Linked DNA regions of Sus scrofa: region 2 is linked to region 1. The links are chromatin contacts, called in public Hi-C maps. All regions are on one chromosome and are shown on one strand. The core of a region is the stretch at or near the end of the contact, and the rest is flanking DNA. Distances in the headings are between cores, read along the strand shown. Region 1 has its middle 260 kb from the start of MAN2B1. Region 2 has its middle 7.8 kb from the start of R1C1.

Region 1 (3,935 bases), core at 665-3,164:
AGAAGGGAGACCAAAAATATCTATGGACGTTCAAGGAATAATTTAGGTGACTCTAAACAGAGGGTATCATTTTGAGTAATATCTGCATGTAGTGGCAAAGTAGGAAATTTTCTGTGCCTTGTTATAAGAGGAGTAACTGGGAGCTTTATGCACAAAAATTTCAAAGCTCACTTTTTCTGTTTTCAGAGATCGTTTCCATGTTCACACTTTCAGATTTTATGGAAGATAAGGTAAAAGGTGACAGTTTTTGTTTAATTAAACAGCAATGGAAGTCCAAACTTGCTCCGTTTTGTTCCAGCAGTAATTTATGCTTTCTTAGCAGTTTGACATGTGATTTTATAATTATTAGTATCTCATTTGATCTCTTGTCTCCATTTTTGCTCCCATAATGCAAATGAAGAAAGTTAAGCATGGGGTCTTATGTCAGTTCACATAACTCAAAACAGTGGAATCTCTATGTCAAAGGCATAATCAGTGCCGCTTTTCTGGGCGATGTCAAAAATTGCAAACTCAGAACACTACCAGGTATGCATAATTATGTACTTTTACAAATGTGGAATCAAACTTTCCAACAATTCGTAAGACAACATGATATTCCACACATGACACTGTGAAATGGGCAAAATTATAAGAACTAAAAACAGATCAGTGGTTAAGGGTAGGGAGGGTTCTCTACAACCAGGCACCACCAGAGTGTTCCTTTGGGGTGATGAAGTATCTTCTAACTTGGTAGTAGTATAACTATACATCTGTAAAACTCACAGCTACACTCAAAATCGTATGTGCACATTCTAAAAACTAATAGAAAACAACGTAAATGCTTTCACATGCTAGGAGAGTGTTAAACACTCCTGAAACTTGAATTTTACATGTGTAACACTTCTTTCTACCTCCTGGAGTCCTTCATAGGAAGAAAAGGGAAGGAGTAGAAAGAAAGAAGGTCATGGATCACAACAGGACTTTTCTTGGTACCAAGTCTGACTTAGGACACACCCTCCAAAGTTACACCCCCTCTCGCTGTCATTCACATAACTGGTAAGAAAGTGATAGAGTTCTCCGGGTCTATCTTTGAGTGGACTCCAGGTTTCTTGGGTCAGATGTGGCAATGCTGTGCCCTGACACAAAGGTGCGTGTTCAGATCTCCCCAAGTAGGATATGACTTGAGTGCGTCCTAATCTAATCCTTGAGCATCAATGTTACGAATTCCCAGAGCAGGTCTTGAGACCATTTCTAGCTTCTACATTTCCCATCTCTAGCATACTCTGTACCTGCTTACTGGGAAATATTTGTGCAACACTATCCCACTCTAGACATTTTCTGTTGGAATCCCAAGTGACTGTGAGATGAAGCAGTGGCGGAACACAGAAACGCTGTGAGGCTCAGGTCCCTCGGACACACAATTCCTCGCTGTCAGACAAACATCACCTCTACCAACAAGTACAGTTTTACAATAGCTTCAAAACTACCAATAATGTTGAAAAGAGATGCCCTGCCTTGTCCTAGCTCCAGTAACTGTCACTCAAACAGACACCACTATCACCACATCACCCTCCCTTAGTTTCCTGGCGCAGTCCAGAGTTTTTGGCAGCGCATGCGCTGAACACGTCCTGCTCCCTCCCCCCCAGGATCGGCCTCCACAAAGCTGTTGCACTGAGCCCGGTGACTGCTCTTTTTCTGGTACAGGAAAATCTCTGCGGATCTCCAGCACCGTTGTCTGTGGGAAATGGCGAACTCAGCCAGACCCTCTTCAGGCTGGCGCCCCCTTTGCTTCACAAAACTCTAGTATTCAACGTGGTACGGTCTCCAGATGAAAGGCGCCTAACGGGATTTTCGCCTTCCCTGAAGTGCGCAGGCGCAGGAGGGGGCGGGGGCTCAGTTGGAGGACCAGCTCCCAGTTTCGCAGGGGAAGAGGCGGAAAGGGGCAGAGCCACGTACCCACCTGTTCCTGCCACAGCTTTCAGTGCTTTCCAGAGCCCCTAAAGTGATCTCTTTGTGTCTAGGAGACCAGGGATCTGAGGTGTCGAGGCCGCTGCTCCCCGATCAAGTAGGGACAGCGATCCAGGCCCGGGAGAGGCGGGGGGGGAGGGGGCGGACCTCTGTGTGCCGGTGAGACCTGGGGGGTGATGGATACTGTCCGGAGGAGACAGCCCAGAGGGTATGGAGGCCAAGGGAGAATGCAGAAACCTTTGTTGCCCTCACTGAACCTCCAGTAGGAAAGCAAAGTGAGGAAGGGGTCATATCGTGAGGGGTGAGTTTCTGGAAGCAATTGGAACAACGTGAGTGGCTGGAACGCAACTCCAGTCATTGCGGACCCCGAGACACCTCTTCAGGCTCCTGGGAAGTTTTTTCTTTTCTTTTCTTTTCTTTTCTTTCCTTCCTTCCTTCCTTCCTTCCTTCCTTCTTCTTCCTTTCTTTCTTTCTTTCCTTCCTTCTTTCTTTCCTTCTTTCTTTCTTTCTGTCTGTCTGTCTGTCTGTCTTTTCAGGGCTTCACCTGTAGCGTGTGGAAGTTCCCAGGCTAGGAGTCGAATAGGAGCTGCAGCTACCAGCCTATGCCACAGCAACAGCGCGATCCTAGCCGCGTCTGCAACCTACAGTGCAGCTCTCTGGCAACGCCACATCCTTAACCCGCTGAGCGAGGCCAGGGATTGGATGGATACTCATGGATACTAGTCACGTTGGTTAATCACTGAGCCACGAAGGGAACTCCCTGAGAAGTTTTTCTTAAGAGAAGATCCTAGTGTACTCTGTCAGCCCAGAAAGTCTGAAGTCCTTTTGCCATTAGGAGAGTCGGTTTGGGGGCCTCCGTGACTCCCATGTGTCACAGGGGATGGAGCTGAAAACAGTTCACTCTGTTAAGATCAGGTGGAGTGGGCCTGTGATGAAGTTTGTGTAAAACCAGGGTGTGTGTGTGCCTTTTCCAGCAATGACACTGCCATCCATAGTCTCCCATTTTATGTAATTATTGTAGAGATGTGCTTTTTATACTGTAGGGTGTCAGGAAGTGTGAAGCCTCTTCCCCATTAGGAGGAGCCCAAACACCCTTTTTGGGGAATAGATGGGGAACCAGAAGACACCCCTCTACCATAGGGGATGGGAGTAAGAACCATTCACTGTGTGAAGCTCTGGGCCTATGATGAAGTTTCTGTAAAACCTCCATGTGAGTGTGTATGTCTGTTTGACTCCTTGTGAGCCCTGCCATTCAATTAGTATCTATCTCCTTTGGTGACAGGCCTTCTGGTAGGTGTTGTGGTGAACAAAGCCAAGGAAATATCCCTGCGTGCTTAAAAGCTGACATTCTAGGAGAGAAGAAAGGAGAAATCTAAGTAAAATTATACCACATGTCTGATGGTGATTAGTCCTAAACTGAGGGGAGTACAGAAGCCTTGGGATCTTTGGGAATATCCTTGTGTTTGAGCCATTAATTCTCAGAGTTTTGTGTCTGTGTCTGCATGTGTCGTATATGTGCTGTGAAAACATCTGTGTGCTTTTGTGTCTGCCTGAGGAGTTAAATGTATATACCCTTGAAATGTTCTTACCCAGTTTTCCTGGTAGCACCTTCTTTACAGTGATAAATAGAACTGATTAGAGCAGACATCTGTGTCTTGTTTCTGATCTTAGAGAGAAAGCCTTCAGACTCACCATCAAGCATATTGTTAGCTCTGGGTTTTTATTGATGCATTATTTCAAGTTGAGTAACTTCCCTTCTTGTCACAGTTTATTGAGAGTTTTCCTTGTCAAGTGGTGTTGAAATTTGTTGATAGCTTTTTTTTTCTTCTCTTTTTGGGCTGCACCCATGGCATATGGAAGTTCTCAGGCTAGGGGTTGAATTGGAGCTGTGGCCGCTGGCCTATGCCTCAGCCACAGCAATGTCAGATCTGAGCCGCCTCTGCAACCTATGCTACTGCCCTCGGCAATGCAGGATCTTTAACCCTCTG
Region 2 (3,935 bases), core at 645-3,144, 510 kb before region 1:
GATGTTAGCAGGGGAGTTCTCTTGTGGTGCACCAGGTTAAGGGTCCGATGTTGTCACTGCAGCGGCTCAGGTCCGTACTGGCCTAGGAACTTCCACATGCTGCGAGCACAGCCAAAAAAAAAGTCATTAGCAGGAACTGTGGTAATCTCATAATCTCATATCTTTTTTTTTTTTTTTTTTGTCTTTTGTCTTCTGTCTTTTTGTTGTTGTTGTTGTTGCTATTTCTTGGGCCGTTCCCGCGGCATATGGAGGTTCCCGGGCTAGGGGTTGAATCGGAGCTGTAGCCACCAGCCTACGCCAGAGCCACAGCAACTCGGGATCCGAGCCGCGTCTGCAACCTACACCACAGCTCACGGCAACGCCGGATCGTTTACCCACTGAGCAAGGGCAGGCACCGAACCCGCAACCTCATGGTTCCTAGTTGGATTCGTTAACCACTGCGCCACGACGGGAACTCCATAATCTCATATCTTGACAAAAGACGGGGATCTGTTTCCAGCCTTACACTGAGCAGATCTCAGTTGTCCACTGATTGATGGCAGCTCCTGGACATACGGACCTTTTTTAAATTTATTTTTATTTTTTTGTCTTTTTAGGGCCACATCCGGGGCACATGGAAGTTCCCAGGCGGGGGTCGAATTGGAGCCACAGCCGCTGGCCTACACCACAGCCACAGCAATGCAGGATCCGAGCTGCTTCTGTGACCTACACCAGAGTTCACGGCAACACCAGATCCTTAACCCACTGAGCAAGGCCAGGGATCGAACCTGCAACTTCATGGTTCCTAGTTGGGTTCATTTCTACTGCGCCACAACAGGAACTCTGGGACCTCTTTTTTTTTTTTTTTTTTTTTAAGAAGTGTAGTTGATTTACAGTGTTGTGCCAATTTCTGCCATATAGCAAAGTGACCCAGTCATACATACATACATATTCTTTTTCTCATATTATCCTCCATCATAGCCCATCCCAAGAAACTTGATATATGGAGCTTTACACAGGGCAGAGAAAGAAAGAGAGACAAAGAAAGGGAGAGAGGGCAGGTAGGGAGGAGGGGGAGGGAGGAAGGGACAAGTGAAGATCAGAAGGACACAGGCACAGCAATGCAGGATCTGAGCCACATCTTCGACCTCTACCACAGCTCACAGCAAAACCAGATCCTTAACCCACTGAGTGAGACCAGGGATCGAACACGAGTCCTCATGGATACTAGTCAGGTTCATTACCACTGAGCCACAATGGGAACTCCAACAAACTTTATAATCTTATATCAGAATGGGTTTTTATCATTTTTGCTATACTCCACTTGTTGGAGGCAAGTCACATGTCTAGCCCACATTCAAGGAGAGGGCATTACACACGGAGTAAATACGAGGGCCCTTTGGGATCTTAGCTACCTTAGAGGCTGCCTGATGTACCCACATCCTCCTAGAGGCATTTTTTCCAGGGGGATGGACCCTTGGTATCTTGAGCTTCCTTCTCAAAGCAGGACATTGGTGCCAGTCTGGACAATTCGTGCAATTCCAAATTAAGACACACGGGGGCAGCAGAAACACACAGCTAGGACGTCTCACGGTCCTCAAGTCCCGGCAACAGCAGTTTCCAGGGAGCCTCCTGGTACCAGGCGCATACTTGCTACTCCTGGTTCCTTCACCACAGGGAAGCTGCAAACTCAGCTTCCCCCAAGGCTTCCCAAATTGTGGCACATTAGGAAAGTGGCGTTAAGTGTTTCAGTTTTTCCATCCATCCAACCGGCAGGACATATGAATCTCTGCTTCCTCTTCCCTCTGCACCCAGGAGCAGCACTGTCTGGGGTCCAAAAGGGGAGGGGCCACCAGACCCTAATCTGAGGCAGTGCAAGAAGAGGCTGTGAGAGAGAAGAGAGAGATACTGTGACTGTGATTAAAAATAAAACAATTGTGCGGAGTTCCCATCGTGGGGCAGTGGTTAACGAATCAGACTAGGAACCATGAGGTTGCAGGTTCGATCCCTGGCCTTGCCCAGTGGGTTAAGGATCCAGCGTTGCCATGACCTGTGGTGTAGATCGCAGATGCGGCTCGGATCCCACGTTGCTGTGGCTCTGGCATAGGCCGGTGGCTACAGCTCTGATTAGACCCCTAGCCTGGGAATCTCCATATTCCGCAGGAGTGGCCCAAGAAATGGCAAAAAGACAAAATAAATAAATAAACAAATAAGTAAATAAAAATAAAACAATTGTGGGAATTCCAGTCGTGGCTCAATGGAAACGATCTGACCAGTATCCATGAGGACACAGGTTTGATCCCTGGCCTCACTCAGGGGGTTAAGGATCTTGCAAGTTGGGTCGTTTTGGGTTTTTTGTTTGTTTGTTTGTTTTTTACCACCCCTCAGCATATGGAGTTCCCAGGCCAGGGATCAAACACAAACCAGAGCAGTGACAATGCTGGATCCTTAACTACTAGGCCACCAGGGAACTCCAGAATTGCAGGGTTTGGGGTTTTGTTTTGTTTTTAATGTTATGGCCACACCTATGGCATATGGAAGTCCCCCGGCCAGAAATTGAATCCAAGCCACAGTTGTGACCCACGCCACAGCTGTGGCAACACCAGATCCTTTATCCCACTGTTCAGGGCCAGGATTCGAGCCTGTGTCCTGGCAGTGCAGAGATGCTGCCAATCCCGTTGCAGCATAGCAGGACTCGAAGAAAGAGAAAGAGGCAGTCTTTTCCCCCTCCCCACTTTCCTTGGATTATAGAAAATATAGCCCACCTGATCCTTGGGGTAGAGCCTCCTTGCCTGTCCACTAGTATCCCCTCACAAGGCTCTTACCTTAATAAATCTATTTCTTGCCTATCACTTTGCCTCTTGATGAATTCCTTCTGCAATGAAATGCAAAGAACCTGAGCCTCAGTAAGTCCAGATACCAGGTGAGTGATTCTAATATAAAAAAAGACGTGGAGATGGGGAAAGCTGAGGTTTGGGATGGAAATGCTATATCAGTGGACAACTATAAATGTAATAAATTCATTGAGTAATATGAAAATTAAATTAAATTAAATTTTAGAAGAAAAAAAACATGGAGAGTTCCCATTGTGGCTCAATGGGTTAAAAACCTGACTAGTATCTGCGAATGCAGGTTCGATCCCTGGTCTTGCTCAGTGGGTTAAGGATCTGGTATTGCCATAGATCACAGACGCAGCTTGGATCTGGCATTGCTGTGACTGTGGTGTAGGCCATCAGCTGCAGCTCCGATTCAGCACCTAGCCTGGGAACTTCTACAGGCCACACATGTGGCCCTTTAAAAAAAAAAAAAAGTAGGCCCAAGTTTAGGCTGGTTTTGAATCGGAAGTGTTTCAGCTTCACTGTCTGTAAACAAAATATGTTGCAGCCATCACATTACAGAGAACTCAGGAAGGAAACAAAGAGTATCTGCCATCCAGCAGGCATCAGACTCCAGTCACCACCAATGGTGCAGCCTGAGGAAGCTCAGGAGGTGAAAACACAGAATAAGGGCCCCAAGGAGCTGCCGTGCATATCAAAGGAAATGATCTCAGTGAAGCCCAGATCTTTGCATCTTCCCATACAAAGAAAAGTGCTAAATTCCTTACCTTGAGCTATCAGGTTTTCTTTTATTAACAGTAATCTTCTGTTCCAACTACCTGGTATTGCTGCAAAAAAAAAAAAAAAAAAAAAAAAAAAAACTCCTATATATCCTGGCTTCCCTCACCCCCACCTTCTTTAGAACAGTTTTCTCAGCCTTATTTGAGATGCTGTCTCACAGGCTTGAAGTCCTAAAAATGTTCACCAAATAAAACATAACTCAGTTTTTAGGTTGTGCTTTTTTTTTTTTTTTTTTTTTTTTTTTAGTGGAGAGTCAAAACCCCCCCAACCCCGTCTGTCCTGTTGACTTCTTTATCCTCAATGCCCACAAAACCCAGAGAAGAGTCAGGATTGACTATG

Evidence for each region. Hi-C and Micro-C count contacts between places; a contact is called where the count stands out from the background.
Region 2: a contact with region 1 is called in a Hi-C map of omental adipose tissue, with 4 times the contacts expected there. The contact joins two enhancer-like sites. A contact is called at or near these places in 1 of 5 promoter capture datasets (liver) and 22 of 47 Hi-C or Micro-C datasets (alveolar macrophages, blood, brain and 13 more).

What each region holds. Positions count from the first base shown.
Region 1 is chr2:66,582,975-66,586,909 of Sscrofa11.1, reverse strand. No RefSeq gene overlaps it. Among named protein-coding and RNA genes, the nearest start is that of MAN2B1, 260 kb to the right of the region's middle. Within about 2 kb of position 1,914, at least 54 of the 83 cell types and tissues checked have an H3K27ac peak or open chromatin away from gene starts, as enhancers often do. A contact at or near this core is called in omental adipose tissue, where this site is marked.
Region 2 is chr2:67,096,155-67,100,089 of Sscrofa11.1, reverse strand. No RefSeq gene overlaps it. Among named protein-coding and RNA genes, the nearest start is that of R1C1, 7.8 kb to the left of the region's middle. Within about 2 kb of position 1,894, at least 1 of the 83 cell types and tissues checked has an H3K27ac peak or open chromatin away from gene starts, as enhancers often do. A contact at or near this core is called in omental adipose tissue, where this site is marked.